Linked DNA regions of Sus scrofa: regions 2, 3 and 4 are each linked to region 1. Evidence: chromatin contacts called from public HiChIP or PLAC-seq and promoter capture Hi-C data. All regions are on one chromosome and are shown on one strand. Each heading gives the region's core, a stretch centred on a gene start, on an enhancer-like site or on the middle of the called end of the contact. The rest is flanking DNA. Distances are from core to core; before and after follow the strand shown.

Region 1 (3,448 bases), core at 626-3,125:
CGTGAGCACCAGCAAGAGGCCCCCTGGGCCTGGACGACTAATGCAAAGTTCATTCTTGTGTCCCCTGCTAAGCCAGCTACCTTCCCCTGCCAGCAGTGCCCACTCTTCTGTCTCTTATCTGACTGACTGGAGCCCTGCAGGATGCTGTGTGTACCTGTAGGTATTTCCCTCAGGAGAGACCAGAACTATGGCTCTGCAGATGCTGGGAGTATCCTGCTACTGGAAACCTGTCAGTGCCCTCAGATGGGTGACCTGTCCATACCTCAAGAAGGGAGGCAAGCAGAAGTCAGCCGGTGGGGCCCTGGTGCATGCAGGGCCCACTGAGAAACACATCTGCCTACTTCCCAGTACTTCCCTTTTTGAGCTGCATCGGAAGCTTTGGTCCCCCAAAGGACATAGGTTAAAACAGTGGCAGAAAAACCCAAAAAGTAACACTCACTTTATTAATCCAGATCAGCCCTGGGATTTGGTTGGAATTAATTTGCATCTCTAGCCAGGGTCTCATGCGCATCCGAGTGATGGGCATGTTGGCTGTAAAGAGAAGACAGAAGGCTCCTGTTTGGACTGTCGAGAAGCCCCTGGACATTACCCTACCCCACCCCAGGTCATTCATTTACCCTCCCTTGCCCTCTGCCAGGTACCAAGTACTACAATTGTAGTACTACAGCTGGGAAGAGGGCTTTCTCTGGAATAAAACCACCCTCCGAATCTTGTTATCACCTTGAGCAAAACATTTTTTCTTCACTCCCTCCCTCCTAGACAGTCTTGGGAAGAGAGAGGCATGCAAGTGATGGTTCAGGATATATGTGTAGGAAGAGACAAAAACAAGCAAAAAAAAAAAAACAAAAAACAAAACAGAAACCAGGTATCTAAATTCCAGAACTTTTCTCTCAAAATTCAAATCCTTTGGGAAGCTAGGGCCTTCTTTTGCTTAATGCCAGAAATTTCCATACTTGAGTTGTTGCCACTAGCTGTCCACTTTCCCTTAGGGACAAGGAGGCACCCTGCATTCTGGACCACCACCCCCTCCCGCCCAGCCTCCCCCCCCCATCTATTCTATTCTACACCTCCCTAACAGCCACAGTGCAAAGGCCAGGACGCTAACCATTCCCGCCAGACTCCCCTCCTCGGGCTTAGTGGCCCAAGGAACACCTGTGGCGCCTCCTCCCGGGGCCCGGGGAGATCCTCCAGCCACCCTGGTCAGCAAGCCCCAGACCCCGCCACCTGCATAGACCGCCTGAAACCTGGGGCCTGTGCGCGAGCTGGGGCCACAGATAGCTGACGCCAGGAGCACAGGGCGCCCACGCGCCGACGTACACTCGAGTCCCGTGGATGCGCGCAACCAACACACAAGGGCCACCCAGAGGCCGCCCGCGGCTTCGCGCACACAGATCTGCGACAGCGGCCGGGCGCCGGCAACCTTGGCCGGGTAGGCGGTCCATGCAGCGGTCCGCCTCCCCTCCCGCCTGCCCCCACCCGGCGCAGCCGCTCGCCGCTCCTCCAGCGCCCTCCTGAGCCCGCGCCGGGACCCAGGCAACGCCGCGCGCCCGCCACTCTCCCGGCTAGGGTTTTCGGTCCCTACTTCCTTGTGCCCTGCGCGCCTTTGTTCGACGCCACCGATGCCTCCCGCGGAGAAGGTGTGCTCACCTCGGCAGCAAGCGCTATCCGGCAGTGGTGCCCGAGGGTCCCGGCGCTGCAAGGGCTGCTGTGTGGGCGCGAGGAGCGCGATTCCCGGTGGGAGCGAAGAGAAGGCAGAGGATGCCCGGGCCGCGGAGCCGCTGGGCACGGCTGGCCTTGGCTTGGCACGGCTCCCGTTGGCCTCTGCTCGGCCGGGCTCGAGCGCACGTCCTGCCTGGACGAAGGAGTGGCGCGCACTGCCTGAACCGCGACGCGGGCGAGAAATCTAAACACTTAGCGGGATTCCCCCAGCCCAGGCCCGGCCCCGCCTCCTAAAGAGCCGCGAGGGCGCCCATTGGCCGGCGCCGCCTCATCATTTCGGGGAAATCAGGCTGTTGTAGAGCTAGCGGCGAAGGGGAAGTACAGGGCGGCTGCCCCTCCCCACCCCCTCCGGCCTGGCGCCGCCGCCCCGGGGCGACCGCGGGCCCGCCCCGCCGGCTCCCACTCCACCCCCACAGCAGCTCGCCCCGGAGAAAGGCTGTCCTGGAAAGCCAAACGCCCCCGGCCCGCAGTTACTCCTGTCACTCAGCACTCCCCAACCTGCTAGCTGCCATGGCCATCTCTTCGTCTTCCTTTATGGAGGGTAGGGACAGCAGTCTCCCCAGGCCCGGTGAGGGGGTCACCTGGGCACCTGCCTCCTCCTTAAGAGTGGAGGCCAGGACTGAATCTCCAAAACCAACCTGCTTCCTCAAGTCCGGAAATGGGGTGTCAAGAGGGAGGGTTTTGGCTCTCAAAAGGTCGCCTTTTTGAGGAGTGACCTACCTCCAGGTCACTCACCTGCCCTGGGGAAGTAAAGGAAAGCATACCCTGTTTGGGACTGCCTGGACAGGTTGGCCCCTGCTGGTGCAGCCTGCCAAGGGACTCGTGGGTATCTCAGTTTCCAGTAACAATAACCGTATCTTGCTGGCTTTACAGTGACAAAAAGGGCTGATGTCTATAAAGCGCCATGCCCTACTTGGGCTACAGATGATGCATGATTTGCAAGGTCCCTGTCCAGAGTCTAATAGTGATCAGGGAGGGATCTCTTCCACTTCTCTGTCTACTTCCTTGGGACTGCCCCACGACTGGCCTTAGGGAAAGGAAGAAGGGTTTCAGAAAACCCAGGACTGCTGAATTGGGGTAGGGGTGGGGTAGCCTTGGTTCCTCCTAGCCCTCTTCCTTTAGGCCACATCCACAGACTCACGTGGCACTTGCATCGGAGCCCCACTGTGGAAGCATTGGTGTAGTCTCTGGGCCCTCAATGCTTAGTCCAGAGGGTTTCTGGGCAACATGAGGGAATTGCTTAGGGCTGAGCAAGGCTGTGGGTCTAGCGGAAGGGTTGGAAAGTCCAGGTCCTAAGCTTCTTGGGAATGGCAGCTCTTTAACTCTTGTGCTTACAACTAGACCTTGCCCTGCTTGTGCTCCTAGTGACTGGACTATGTTCATTTTTCTATCCAGAACTCTGGCCTAGCAGGCTGCTTCCTTCACCTCCCCAAAGCTGCTGACTCAGAAGTAAATCACTCTTCCAGGCCAGGCTGGTGGTATCACTCCTGTCACCCAAGCTCGCCCTCTGTAGCAGCCCCCAATTTCAATGTTACAAGCTATAAATAGACACTTTGATGCAGCATTCCACCTGTCAGTCACACTACAGCTCCCTCCCACGGAAGAAATGGATGGGTTAATCCAATTCTGGTACACCCAAATCTGATGCTGTAAGACCAAGCTTGGTTCCCAGGAAACCAACAGGAATGGGTCAGAGCTGTCTCCCAGATACTGATGGGTGCAGAGAGGG
Region 2 (3,448 bases), core at 444-2,943, 120 kb before region 1:
GTCTGGACACAGGCCAGCATTCTTCTCAAAGTTTTCATTTATTTTGAAATATTAAAACAATTTTGAGAGTCGATACAAGAAAAATGTTTACTTTCAAGAAGCTTGGTTTTCCTTTCCAGTTAGTTCCAGTAAAGGACAATTACTTGAGATAAAATGTTAGAAAGGATTAAGTATATTACTGAAGGCCTAGCCAGGAATCTTCAGGAGGCAGGAATATTGGACAGTAAGTATAAATGAAAGGACTAAGACCTGTGTTAGGAATTTTAGCATAATTTTTTAAAAATCTATCATACTTTATGGAAATGTTTATATTTCCTTGTGTAAAACATGCTGGTAAGCTTAGCTTCCCATTCTCTATTTTCAAAGTGAAAATATTAGTTTACCTAACAGATTACACTTAAAAGTGTACATTTAGAAGACTATTATTATAAAAAGGAGCCACTCTTACTATAAAAAGGAAAATCCTTCAATGTTAAATTTAGCAACCCTAATTCTTAAAGGCCTTGGAACAGTGTTGTCCAATAAGAGAGCTCACAAGCTACATGTGGCCACTAAGCTCTTAAAGTATGGCTAATCTGAATTGAAATGTGCTATAAAATACACAGTGGATTCTTAAGATTTAGTATGAAAATTCTCTAAATATAAGATCGATGGTTTATTAACGTAAGAATATAAAACATTTCAGTAATTTCTAGATTACATGACGAAATAATAATGTTATGAACATATAAATTAACATATTAAAATTAATTTCATTCATTTCTTTTGACTTTATTATGTAGGGCTGCCCTACACAATACATTTGAACTTCGTATGTTCCCTGCATATATTTTATCACTATAAAATAATCCGTTGTTTATCAGAAATTCAAATTTTCACTAGTTGTCTTATACTTTGGTTTACTAAACGCGGCACCTTTACTAATATGACCACTAAAACACTTTATATTCTATGGGACAGTGAAGTTTGAGAATCACCTAGTTGCTTTTTTTCCCCCCATAACCCTTCAACTCTTAACTCTGTGCAGAAATAACTAATCTAAGGGAAACACTTAATCCTAGGCTGGGATCGTCAATAATCCTGAAGTTAAAATTTTACATTGGTTTGAACAGGTTAAAGGACAACAAAAGGGCTTGTTCGCGACCAAAATGGAAAGGGCATTTGGGTTAGTCATTGCTTCCAGTCTCTCCATGCGAGTAATTAACGGTTCCGGTTTCAACATAACCCTTCTCACTCTTACCAAGATGAGCGGTGTCAAAGGCAGTAAACTAGCAGTGCGACCGTGGGCTAGTCCCAGTCCGCCTTCAGACCTCCGTTAAGAGGGGTAGGGGGCGGGCGGAATTTGTACTACTCCAGCCTTCCGCCGCCTGGCCCACTCTGGCTCTTGCCCGGCTCCGGGCTGGGCCAACGAGCTGGGTCTCAGACGCCTCCCAGGCCCCAGGTCTTGCTGCCTCCCTCAGCGGAGCCAAAGCTCCTTCGGCTGTAACTCCGGGCCTACTAGGGTCTGCCCTGACCCGTCCACGCCGGGACCGCGGCTCGGCCCGAGACTGTGCGCGCGGCGGGCGGCCCGGGCCCGCCCACCGTCGTCACGTGTGGCCCCGCCCCGCCGTTGGGCTCGGCGGGATTGGCAGCTTAGGCCCAGAGCCCGCCCCAGCCTCGCTGTCTATGTAAGGCCGGTCTCTCCCGTGAGGCCGCGGTGGCGGCGGGAGCTCAAGAGCCTGCTCAGTCTGCGAGCGGTCCCTCAGGAAGGCTTCCCTGTGGGGACCCGACGCGCACGCGCACACCTAGCCCCGCCCCTGCGCGCCGCCGCGTCTTCTGACCCAGGGCCGCGCGCCACGGGCAGCGGAGGGCGGCATGCGGGACTACGACGAGATGACCGCCTTCCTGGGCGAGTGGGGGCCCTTCCAGCGCCTCATCTTCTTCTTGCTCAGCGCCAGCATCATCCCCAACGGCTTCAACGGCCTGTCTGCCGTTTTCCTCACTGCGACCCCGGAGCACCGCTGCCGAGTGCCAGACACCGCGAACCTGAGCAGCGCTTGGCGCAACCACAGTCTCCCGCTGCGGCTGCAGGACGGCCGCGAGGTGCCTCACAGCTGCCGTCGCTACCGGCTCGAGACGATTGTCAACTTCTCGGCTCTAGGGCTGGAGCCTGGGCGCGACGTGGACCTAGAGCAGGTGGAACAAGAGGGCTGCCTGAATGGGTGGGAGTTCAGCCAGGACATCTACTTGTCCACCATCGTGACTGAGGTGGGTACCAGCCCCGTGCGGGAGCCTGGGACCGGGGAGTAGAGAGGACCTTCGCAGTCTTTAAGGTCGCACACTCCACCCGCCAAGGTGTGCGCTGTCACTCCCTCTCCACAGACTTACTACACACTGGTGATGGGCATCCTCCAGCCAGGTGACTCGGGAGCACTTTGCACGGTCACTTCCAGCCAGATCTTGGCCGTCGCAGCACGGATGTCCGTGCTGGCCACCCATCGTGTTGGCTACCTTGACGAGGAAGCCAAGAAGGCCCTGGCGACTCCTGGTAGATACTCCAAGGTTTTAAGTAGTTAAAGACTTACTCTAGATGGGTGTGGGAATGCTGAAGACCAGAGCTAGAGCTTGGGCCAAGGAGCTGACACCGTTTTTTCCTCCAGCCTCTTAGCATCTGCTCAGAAAGAGAGGAAATACCCACCCCTTTACTTTCTTGAACTTGTAAAGTTAAAGGAAGCATGTCTATAAAACTGTCTCTTGCTCCTTTCTCCAGTTACTCCTTCCCCACCCACCTTCACCCCAAAATGACTGGTCCTTACCCAGGGAACTGTTTACCTTTTGTTCATAGTTAATCATTAGTTTTTTAGAATTCCTGCATCTAAAGATCCATTCAGGGGGACACCTTGACCTGGAATGTTTTGGATATTTTAAGGAAAAGTCATTGGGCTGATTAAGTTAAAGCATAACAACTTTAGTTCATAGAAGCAGAGGGAAAACCTTTCTCATTCCCCAGCTCCTTGGATTTTCCTTTTGGGTGACCTTGTTTATCCCCTGGTGACCTTGCAGTTATTAGAGCTGGATGTATGACCTGAGGTTTATGGATGCATGTAGATAAGCTTTGCATCTTACTCAGACACTGGCCCTCTAACTCCCTGCAGTTTCAGCAGAATTGAGCAAGCAGGTCACTGAAAAGGGTCCTCCTAGATAGGCTCTGGGGTGCCCAAGTTCACTGAGTGCCAGGATCAGGGAGTTGAGGCTTAGGGAAGGCTTCTTGGAGGAGGAGACGTCTCAGTGAGTCTTTGATGTTTAGCTCATCAGACGCAAAGTCTGGAACAGCAAGAAACAACCTGGCAGGAGGGCAGAGTTCACAGGGAGGGGGCTGAAGGGAAGGATGTACATGTCCCTGCTTGAGCCTCAGAGTGGCTTACATGAGTTATGGAAACCCTGTGTGTGTTGCTTCTGGGGGTTGTCA
Region 3 (3,448 bases), core at 260-2,759, 100 kb before region 1:
GAAATTGATTGGGTTTAGGAGATTCTAACTGTTATATTTAAAATGGATAAGCAATGAGATATTACTATACAGCACAGGGAACTATATCCACTCTCTTGGGATGGACCGTGATGGAAGAAAATATGAGAAAAAGAATATAGATAAGTAGATAGATAGATATGGTACTGTGTCACTTTGCTGTACAGCAGAAATCAATACAACACTGTAAATCAACTGTACGCTAATAAAAATTTTTGAACAATGAATTTTAAAAACTCAGAGGTTGAGAGGAAGGTGCTAACTGCCTAAATCCCTTCACCTTTTCCATGGATTTTAGGTTTTCATACTTTATATAATTCTTTTCAGTTGAACCATTACCTTTAAATACTTTATTTACTTATTTAGTCTTTTTAGGGCCTCACCTGTATCATATGGAGGTTCCCAGACTAGGGGTCAAATTGGAGCTACAGCTGCTGGCCTACACCACAGGCATAGCAAGGCAGAGCCCTAGTTGTGTCTGGGACCTACACCACAGCTCTCAGCAATGCCGGATCCTTAACCCACTGAGCAAAGCCAGGGATCGAACCGGCGTCCTCATGGATACTAGTCGGGTTCGTTACCATAACAGAAACTCCTATTACATTTAATAAGAAAAACTCTTTATGAGTAATAGGCCTCTTGTGAAGTTGGTATTTGGGAAAATTGTTGTCTCTTACACCTTAGGTAGTCCCTCATCTTAAGAAAAATCTTGCAGTACCTGAACTGTGAAGCATAAGTAGATTTAGAGTTAGACATGTCCTGTCCCTTTCCTGCCACCAACAGGGAGTTGTTGAGTGTTGTCTTGGAGCCTGGTCCTTTTGGATACTCGCCCTCCCCCGCCCCACCCTCCCTGTGAACCCTGTTCCCACAGGCCAGGAGTAATTTCCTGGCTCTGCCTGACTCCTGGGTCTTGCGTCTCCTTCCTGTTCCCTTTCTTTCCACCCTCTCTGCAGCAAGCAGTTTTCCTCATCTCCTGAAGGGTAGAAGTTGTCATGGCTGGCCGATGGGGTTCTGGAGTGTATCTCTGTTCTGATGCGAAGACAAGGGGCTGGCTGTGAGAACAGCCACCAGCAGTCATGCTGCAATGTGCAAAGGCGTGTTAGCATGTCAGGCTCTAGATGCAGACCTGGGGCTTGGGAAAGGGAGACCAGTTATTATGGGCAGCAAAGAAGCTGCTGGCCACTTGGCAGCCCTGCCAGCCTCTCAGTTAAGTGGTGATCCAGCACCAGTCCCACTTAGCATGTCCTAGAAAGGGCCCTGGTGCACAGAGGGGAGGGGTCTATGCAGGGAGGGCTTTTAAGGGAGCTAGCCTCCGTAGCTCTGCAGGGGTCAGTCTGTGTGAACCCGTAAGTCCCACTGGCATCTTTGTGGAAATGGGGCTATTTCAGGGGATCTGTTAAGTCAAAAGTTGACCTTTTGTTGAACCACGGACTTGGGAAAAAACAAACTCCAAAGCTGGGTTTGCTTAAGAAAGCAACCTCAGTGTGTTTAGACGTGTGGTTTATTAATGTCCTTGGCTGTGCCAAATTTCATAGGAAGTTACTCTGGGTGAAGCTGAGGTCAATTTTCCTGTTTTTCTATCTGAAAAAATTTTTTCCCTGGAAGTAGTCCATAACTTCATGGTATGAGGACTGAAAACATTAATTCTTTTAAAATATCCTATCCATAAACTACACAGCCAGTTTCTTTCTATGACCCAGAAGGCTGGGAGCCAGCCTCGGGGAGGAATGCTCAGCGGCCTCCCTGGAATGTGGCCATTGACTGGGCTGGGGGTGGTGCCGGGAAGGCGCAGTCAGCTGGGGCCTCCTCCTCCGCTGCCTCATCACCTCAGGGACTGGTCGCCTCCTCTTCCTCCTCACTCTTGTTCACTAATTTGTTATCGACAAGGCCTGGGGAGCCTTCTGCAGCCCAAGATACAGTCACTATAGTCCTCTTCTTATCCAGCAAGACGCATAAAACATTCCCCAACCCAGAGATGTGCAAGGCTAAGATGCGAGGGTTTCAAGTATGTTCTCGCGTCTCTGAGTCTCCAACCTTCTCTCCCTCCCATACCCTTGTCATGTTGTTCCTGCAGCTACAAGACCTGAGCTCCAAGAAGCAGCAGTCCCACAGCATTCTGGATCTGCTCCGAACCCGGAATATCCGGATGGTCACCATCATGTCCATAATTCTGTGGTGCGTGAGTGAGCCCTACCTGCGTCCAGACAAGGTGCTGGCCGTGGCCGTCAGGCCCTGCATTTACAGACGCGTCTTAGACCAGAATTCAAAGCCTGTATCATCGGGGATGTGTCTTGCGATGAAAAGAAATGGGCATGTCCAAGTTCTTAATCTCGGAAGAGGAGAATGAAACTGTTGTGGGGGCTTGGGGGGAGATATGGGATCTCTGGGGATCCCTTCGGGTCATAAGGCAAGTCATTGCTCACTTTGGGTCTTAGTTTAGTTGTTCCAGTCACCTGTGCATCAGACATTGACCGAGGAGGACAGCTGAGGCCTTTTAGAAGTTCTAAGTGAAGACACCATGTCCTTTCGATTACAGAGGATGCTAAATACATTCTGAAAATGTGGAGACAGGACATCCTCCCTCTGGGATGGTTGAAGACGGTCCTGGAGGCAGAGCCAGGGCCTATATGTCCTCATCAGGGCCCTTCTAACACAGCATTTCTCCAAGTGTGTCGGGGAGGGGTTCGTGATTGACCAGGAAGAAGGAACATAGCCAAGTGCCTGCATGGAGTTTGCTCAGTGGCCAGACCCTTGGGATTGCAGGCAGCTACCTGAGCTGCTGGGGGAGGAAGGCAGACTTCCTCTCAGCATCCCTTCTGCTGGAGTCAACAAGCCCTGTCAGCCAGCTCTTTTGCTCACTGAGGGTACTATGAGTCACCCATTTCCAAGGAATGGCCTGGGATCCCTTAGGGTGGTGCACCACCCCTGAGTCGGCCTCAGGGGTGATTCAGCCTGCCCCACACACCTGCCAGCCTGCGATGTGTCACCTAGGCGCTCCTCTTGCACGTGCCCTTTTCCCTGATTGTACCAGCTGTGCTTTCAACCTGCTGGCCAGTTAAAAACAGTCTGATTCACATAGGTCTGGTTTGCCCAAGAGTGCTGACCATCAGTAGCGAGAATGCCTACTGGGGACAGGTCTAGGCCAGGGGCAGTGAGGGGCATGCAGATGGCCCACTGGGAGCTCCCTCGAGTCCAGTGGGGGTGAAGTCATCAGCTTCTGACCAGCCTCTTCCTGGCTGGTCGCCCCAGAGGGTCTGCCAGGGATCTTCCTCCAAAGGTTTGACTCCATGATTGTTCCTTATTTTCTCTTATCTCACCAGTCTGATCACACCTCACTTGCTACCTGCCTTAGCTCCTTCTACAGTTGGATTTAAGCATTCAGAGGGTAAGGAAGCAGGCTTTTGTGAGTGCTTCAGCTTAGGATTTTTAA
Region 4 (3,448 bases), core at 507-3,006, 66 kb before region 1:
CTTGAGTGCTGTCTGGTTGATTTGCTTCACAGCTGGGTGCCTCTGTGTCCAGTTTCGCTCTGCTTCTGACTCACACAACGCTGGTGCTGGGTTTTTAGTAAAAGCAGGTGTTAGGAAGAATATGTTGAAGGGAGAATCAACCCCTAAGGGACTTTGACAGACAAGGTTCTAAAAACATTTCCGGGCTGTTTGTTGTGTTTTGTTTTGTTTTTTTTTTTTTCCTCTTAACACCAGTTAACAGTTTTCAGTTTAACTGTGTTTTCCTTCCTGAAATCTTTAAGTGAGACTAGTCCTTGTGATTTATTCTATGCATTGTTTTTAGGGAGTTCCTCTACTTGACAAGTCTGGGTCAGAGATAGAGTTTTATTTTTTTTTCTCCCTCAGATGAAGTACACAAAAAATAGGAGTGATTTGCGTTTGTCTCCAATTTAATTTATTTCTTTTTTTTTTAATAGGTTTTTTTGTTTTGTTTTGTTTTGTTTTTTGCCATTTCTTGGGCCACTCCTGTGGCATATGGAGGTTCCCAGGCTAGGGGTCGAATCAGAGCTGTAGCTGCCCTCCTACGCCAGAGCCACAGCAACGCGGGATCCAAGCTGAGTCTGCGACCTACACCACAGCTCACGGCAACGCCGGATCGTTAACCCACTGAGCAAGGGCAGGGATCGAACCCGCAACCTCATGGTTCCTAGTCAGATTCGTTAACCACTGCGCCACGATGGGAACTCCCAATTTAATTTATTTCTATATCTATTTTCCTTTCTTGGGTAACAGAGGTAATATTTGGGATCATTTTAACTGAATCCTAACTGCAGGTGAGTCAGTCAAGAATTTTTATGTATTATTTAATACTTGGTTGAGGGAAACATTATAAAAGAGATGGTTGCCCTCACAGATCCCACCTTCTGGTTGGAGAGTCAAAACTTTGTTGCTATCTGTTAACATTCAGTACTTACACCAGTGAGGGCCCAGAAAAGCCCAGGTCAGGGAAGACTTCATGAGGCCTACCCGTGGGGTTTGGTAGACTCAGGTAGGAGAGAAGGCATTGGGTGGTGGCTCCAGGCGCAAGGATTTGAGAGGGGCAGTAGCTTCAGGAGGAGTTGGAGGGACCATGCCCGATATGCTGGGTTGGCTGGATTTTGGTAGTAGTGCAATTTGACTGTTGGGCCAAAGAGTTTGACTTTAATATCATAAAGAATAGGAAGTAAAGACTTTTGAACAGGAGGACAAGCTTACTGTATAAAGTAGGGACTTTTATTTCCATTTTACACCTGAGAAAAGCAGTGCTTTTCAAATACTGTCTTTTTGAATGAGTCTCCAAAGTCACATGGCTGGTGGAGGTTGGATCTGCCAGACCCCAGAGTCCACACACACTCTTATACCTGCACTGGCTCGCGTTATCTGCAGAGGACAGGCTGTCTCCAGATTACCAAGGCTTCACCCCACTCTGACCTTGTATGACCCTCTGAATCTATACATGACTGCATTTGTTTGTTAGTGTCACTCCCTGGGCTGAACCGCTCTAGGGGAGAAAGAGGACTTTGGGTAAGTCACTTCCCAGCCTGTCCAAGGCCTAGGAAAAGGGGCAGGAACCCAGCCAGGCCTCCATGGTCTGCATAGCAACAGTCCAGACAAGTTCCAAGAGCTGCAGAGACTGTCAGGGGAGTTTTGGAGCTACAGGTCCCCGGGCAAGTCTTCCCTCCAAAGTGGGATCCGTAGAGCTGATCGAGATCTGGGCAGCATGACAGCACAGCTGCAGCCACAGTACAAGTTGACTCTTGCTGCTACCCTAAACTTCCAGCACAGGCTGGAGAACATGACACATTGGTTCATGTTGAAGTTTTCCAAGAGAAGGATCAGGTTTGTGGGAGGAGTGAGACGCGGTGCTCACCTCCCACAAACACATCAAAAGCCCCATCTACTTGAAGTTTTCCAGTTATTCTTTTGTTTATTCCTTCATAAAGTATTCAGCAAATAGTTAAGCACCAGAAACATAGCAGTCTGGGGGCTTACGGCAACCAACAAAACAGCCTGCCCTCATGGAGCTTGCAGTTTGATCTGAGATACAGGCAATGCTTAATTCAGTGTCTGAAACGCGGGAGGTGCTGTGAGAAGAGTGAGGCAGAGAGAGGGGATAGCGTGACAAGGCAGCCCAGGAAGACTTCTCTGAGGAGGGCGCGGGTATGTGAGCAGAAATCTGGGTGAAGCCAGGGGGCAAGCAGTGTGAATGTCTGTGTTCCAGGCAGAAGGAACAGCGAGTTCATAGCCCTGAGTTGGGATTGTTTGCAAAGCTGGAGGAGGCGGGGTGCACCAGGGAGCCTGGAGGAGAGTGGGAGGAGCAGAGCCAGCAGAGGGAGGAGGAGCTGGGATGGGGTTCTCAGCCCAGCTCTAAGGTGTGGCTGAGACGTTGTTCCTGGCTGGTTGGCCTCTAAATCTGCAGGCCTCCCTGAGAGCCTTTTTATCTACTCGCTGTCCTTCTGTAGAGTCCCCTTCCTGGAAGTATTAACCACCATTAATTCTGTCGTCCGCAGCTATGAACCCTGATAAAGAGCTTTGCCGGGAGAGGACCAACTACATTTAGAACTCAATATTAACCAGTTTTTTTTAGTGAAATAAAATTTTGTGTTTGTTTTTGTTTTGCCTCTTTAGGGCCACACCCGTGGCATATGGAGGTTCCCAGACTAGGGGTCCAATCGGAGCTGTAGTTGCTGGCCTACACCACAGCCACAGCAGCTAGGGATCTGAGCCGTGTCTGCGACCTGCACCACAGCTCGTGGCAACGCCAGATCCTTAACCCACTGAGCGAAGCCAGGGATCAAACCCTAAACCTCATGGTTCCTAGTCGGCTTCGTTAACCACTGAGCCACGATGGGAATTCCACCTAAAATTTGTTTTTAAGATTAGAAAAGATATACTGGAGTATTACATTAAAATGTTTAAATTTTGGTTGGAGCGCCTCCACCTTGACACAAATGAGCCTTTTACCATCACTCTCCTCTCCTCTAGGAAGGGGGAGGCCTGGTTCTGTCTCCCTCCTCACCTGACAGCTGAGGCCCTAACCTGGTCACCCTTGCTTGACCTTTCTGGTCTCAACCTGTAGAATTTGTCTAGTCATGGCATTCTTGCCCAAAGAGAAGGAGAAAGAGAAAAGTGACTTCCTGGGGTCTTCCCCGTCCTGGAGGGCTCCGATTCCGTGGACAGACTCCACAGAATGTGCTTCAGGGAATTAGGATTCTATCTTCACTCATGTCCAGGGGGTTGTGATCTGTATTTGTATTTTTGGCCCCTCCCTCCCTTTTCTGCTTTCAGAACATTTTTGCAAGTGTCCCTAATACTTTATAGAGTAACTCTATATGTCACAGTGGTGAAGAGCTTAGAAAAAGCTCTGAGAGCCACCGAGAGAGCCAGATCCACCTTTACTAACCATGTGACTGTGGGCATGTCCCCTAAC

Evidence for each region. Promoter capture Hi-C pulls out the DNA fragments that hold promoters and counts their contacts. HiChIP or PLAC-seq counts read pairs in DNA pulled down with a chosen protein or histone mark.
Region 2: a promoter capture Hi-C map of fetal liver shows a contact between it and region 1, with 4 times the contacts expected there. The contact joins the promoter of SLC22A5 here to the promoter of IRF1 in region 1. A contact is called at or near these places in 2 of 5 promoter capture datasets (fetal liver and liver), 19 of 47 Hi-C or Micro-C datasets (alveolar macrophages, blood, embryonic fibroblasts and 11 more) and 2 of 2 datasets of contacts at active chromatin or transcription factors (alveolar macrophages and skeletal muscle).
Region 3: an H3K27ac HiChIP or PLAC-seq map of skeletal muscle shows a contact between it and region 1. The contact joins the enhancer-like site here to the promoter of IRF1 in region 1. A contact is called at or near these places in 1 of 5 promoter capture datasets (liver), 19 of 47 Hi-C or Micro-C datasets (alveolar macrophages, blood, embryonic fibroblasts and 10 more) and 2 of 2 datasets of contacts at active chromatin or transcription factors (alveolar macrophages and skeletal muscle).
Region 4: an H3K27ac HiChIP or PLAC-seq map of alveolar macrophages shows a contact between it and region 1, with 3 times the contacts expected there. The contact joins the enhancer-like site here to the promoter of IRF1 in region 1. A contact is called at or near these places in 2 of 5 promoter capture datasets (fetal liver and liver), 33 of 47 Hi-C or Micro-C datasets (adipocytes, alveolar macrophages, blood and 16 more) and 2 of 2 datasets of contacts at active chromatin or transcription factors (alveolar macrophages and skeletal muscle).

What each region holds. Positions count from the first base shown.
Region 1 is chr2:134,781,771-134,785,218 of Sscrofa11.1, forward strand. It overlaps IRF1 (interferon regulatory factor 1), which reads right to left and starts at 1,876. Exons shown (of 10, transcript NM_001097413.1): 1 at 1,648-1,876; 2 at 440-531. The coding sequence starts at 526. All of the region lies in intron 11 of SLC22A5 (solute carrier family 22 member 5), which reads left to right.
Region 2 is chr2:134,659,103-134,662,550 of Sscrofa11.1, forward strand. It overlaps SLC22A5 (solute carrier family 22 member 5), which reads left to right and starts at 1,694. Exons shown (of 14, transcript XM_021085423.1): 1 at 1,694-2,247. The coding sequence starts at 1,855. LOC102157444 (a long non-coding RNA gene) reads right to left here and starts at 1,557. Exons shown (of 4, transcript XR_001307200.2): 1 at 1,241-1,557.
Region 3 is chr2:134,678,767-134,682,214 of Sscrofa11.1, forward strand. It overlaps SLC22A5 (solute carrier family 22 member 5), which reads left to right. Exons shown (of 14, transcript XM_021085423.1): 6 at 2,093-2,193. Among named protein-coding and RNA genes, the nearest start is that of SLC22A5, 20 kb to the left of the region's middle. Within about 2 kb of position 1,510, at least 37 of the 83 cell types and tissues checked have an H3K27ac peak or open chromatin away from gene starts, as enhancers often do. A contact at or near this core is called in embryonic fibroblasts, liver, mesenteric adipose tissue and 4 more, where this site is marked.
Region 4 is chr2:134,715,830-134,719,277 of Sscrofa11.1, forward strand. The region is part of intron 10 of SLC22A5 (solute carrier family 22 member 5); the gene reads left to right. Among named protein-coding and RNA genes, the nearest start is that of SLC22A5, 57 kb to the left of the region's middle. Within about 2 kb of position 1,757, at least 15 of the 83 cell types and tissues checked have an H3K27ac peak or open chromatin away from gene starts, as enhancers often do. A contact at or near this core is called in alveolar macrophages, fetal liver, omental adipose tissue and 1 more, where this site is marked.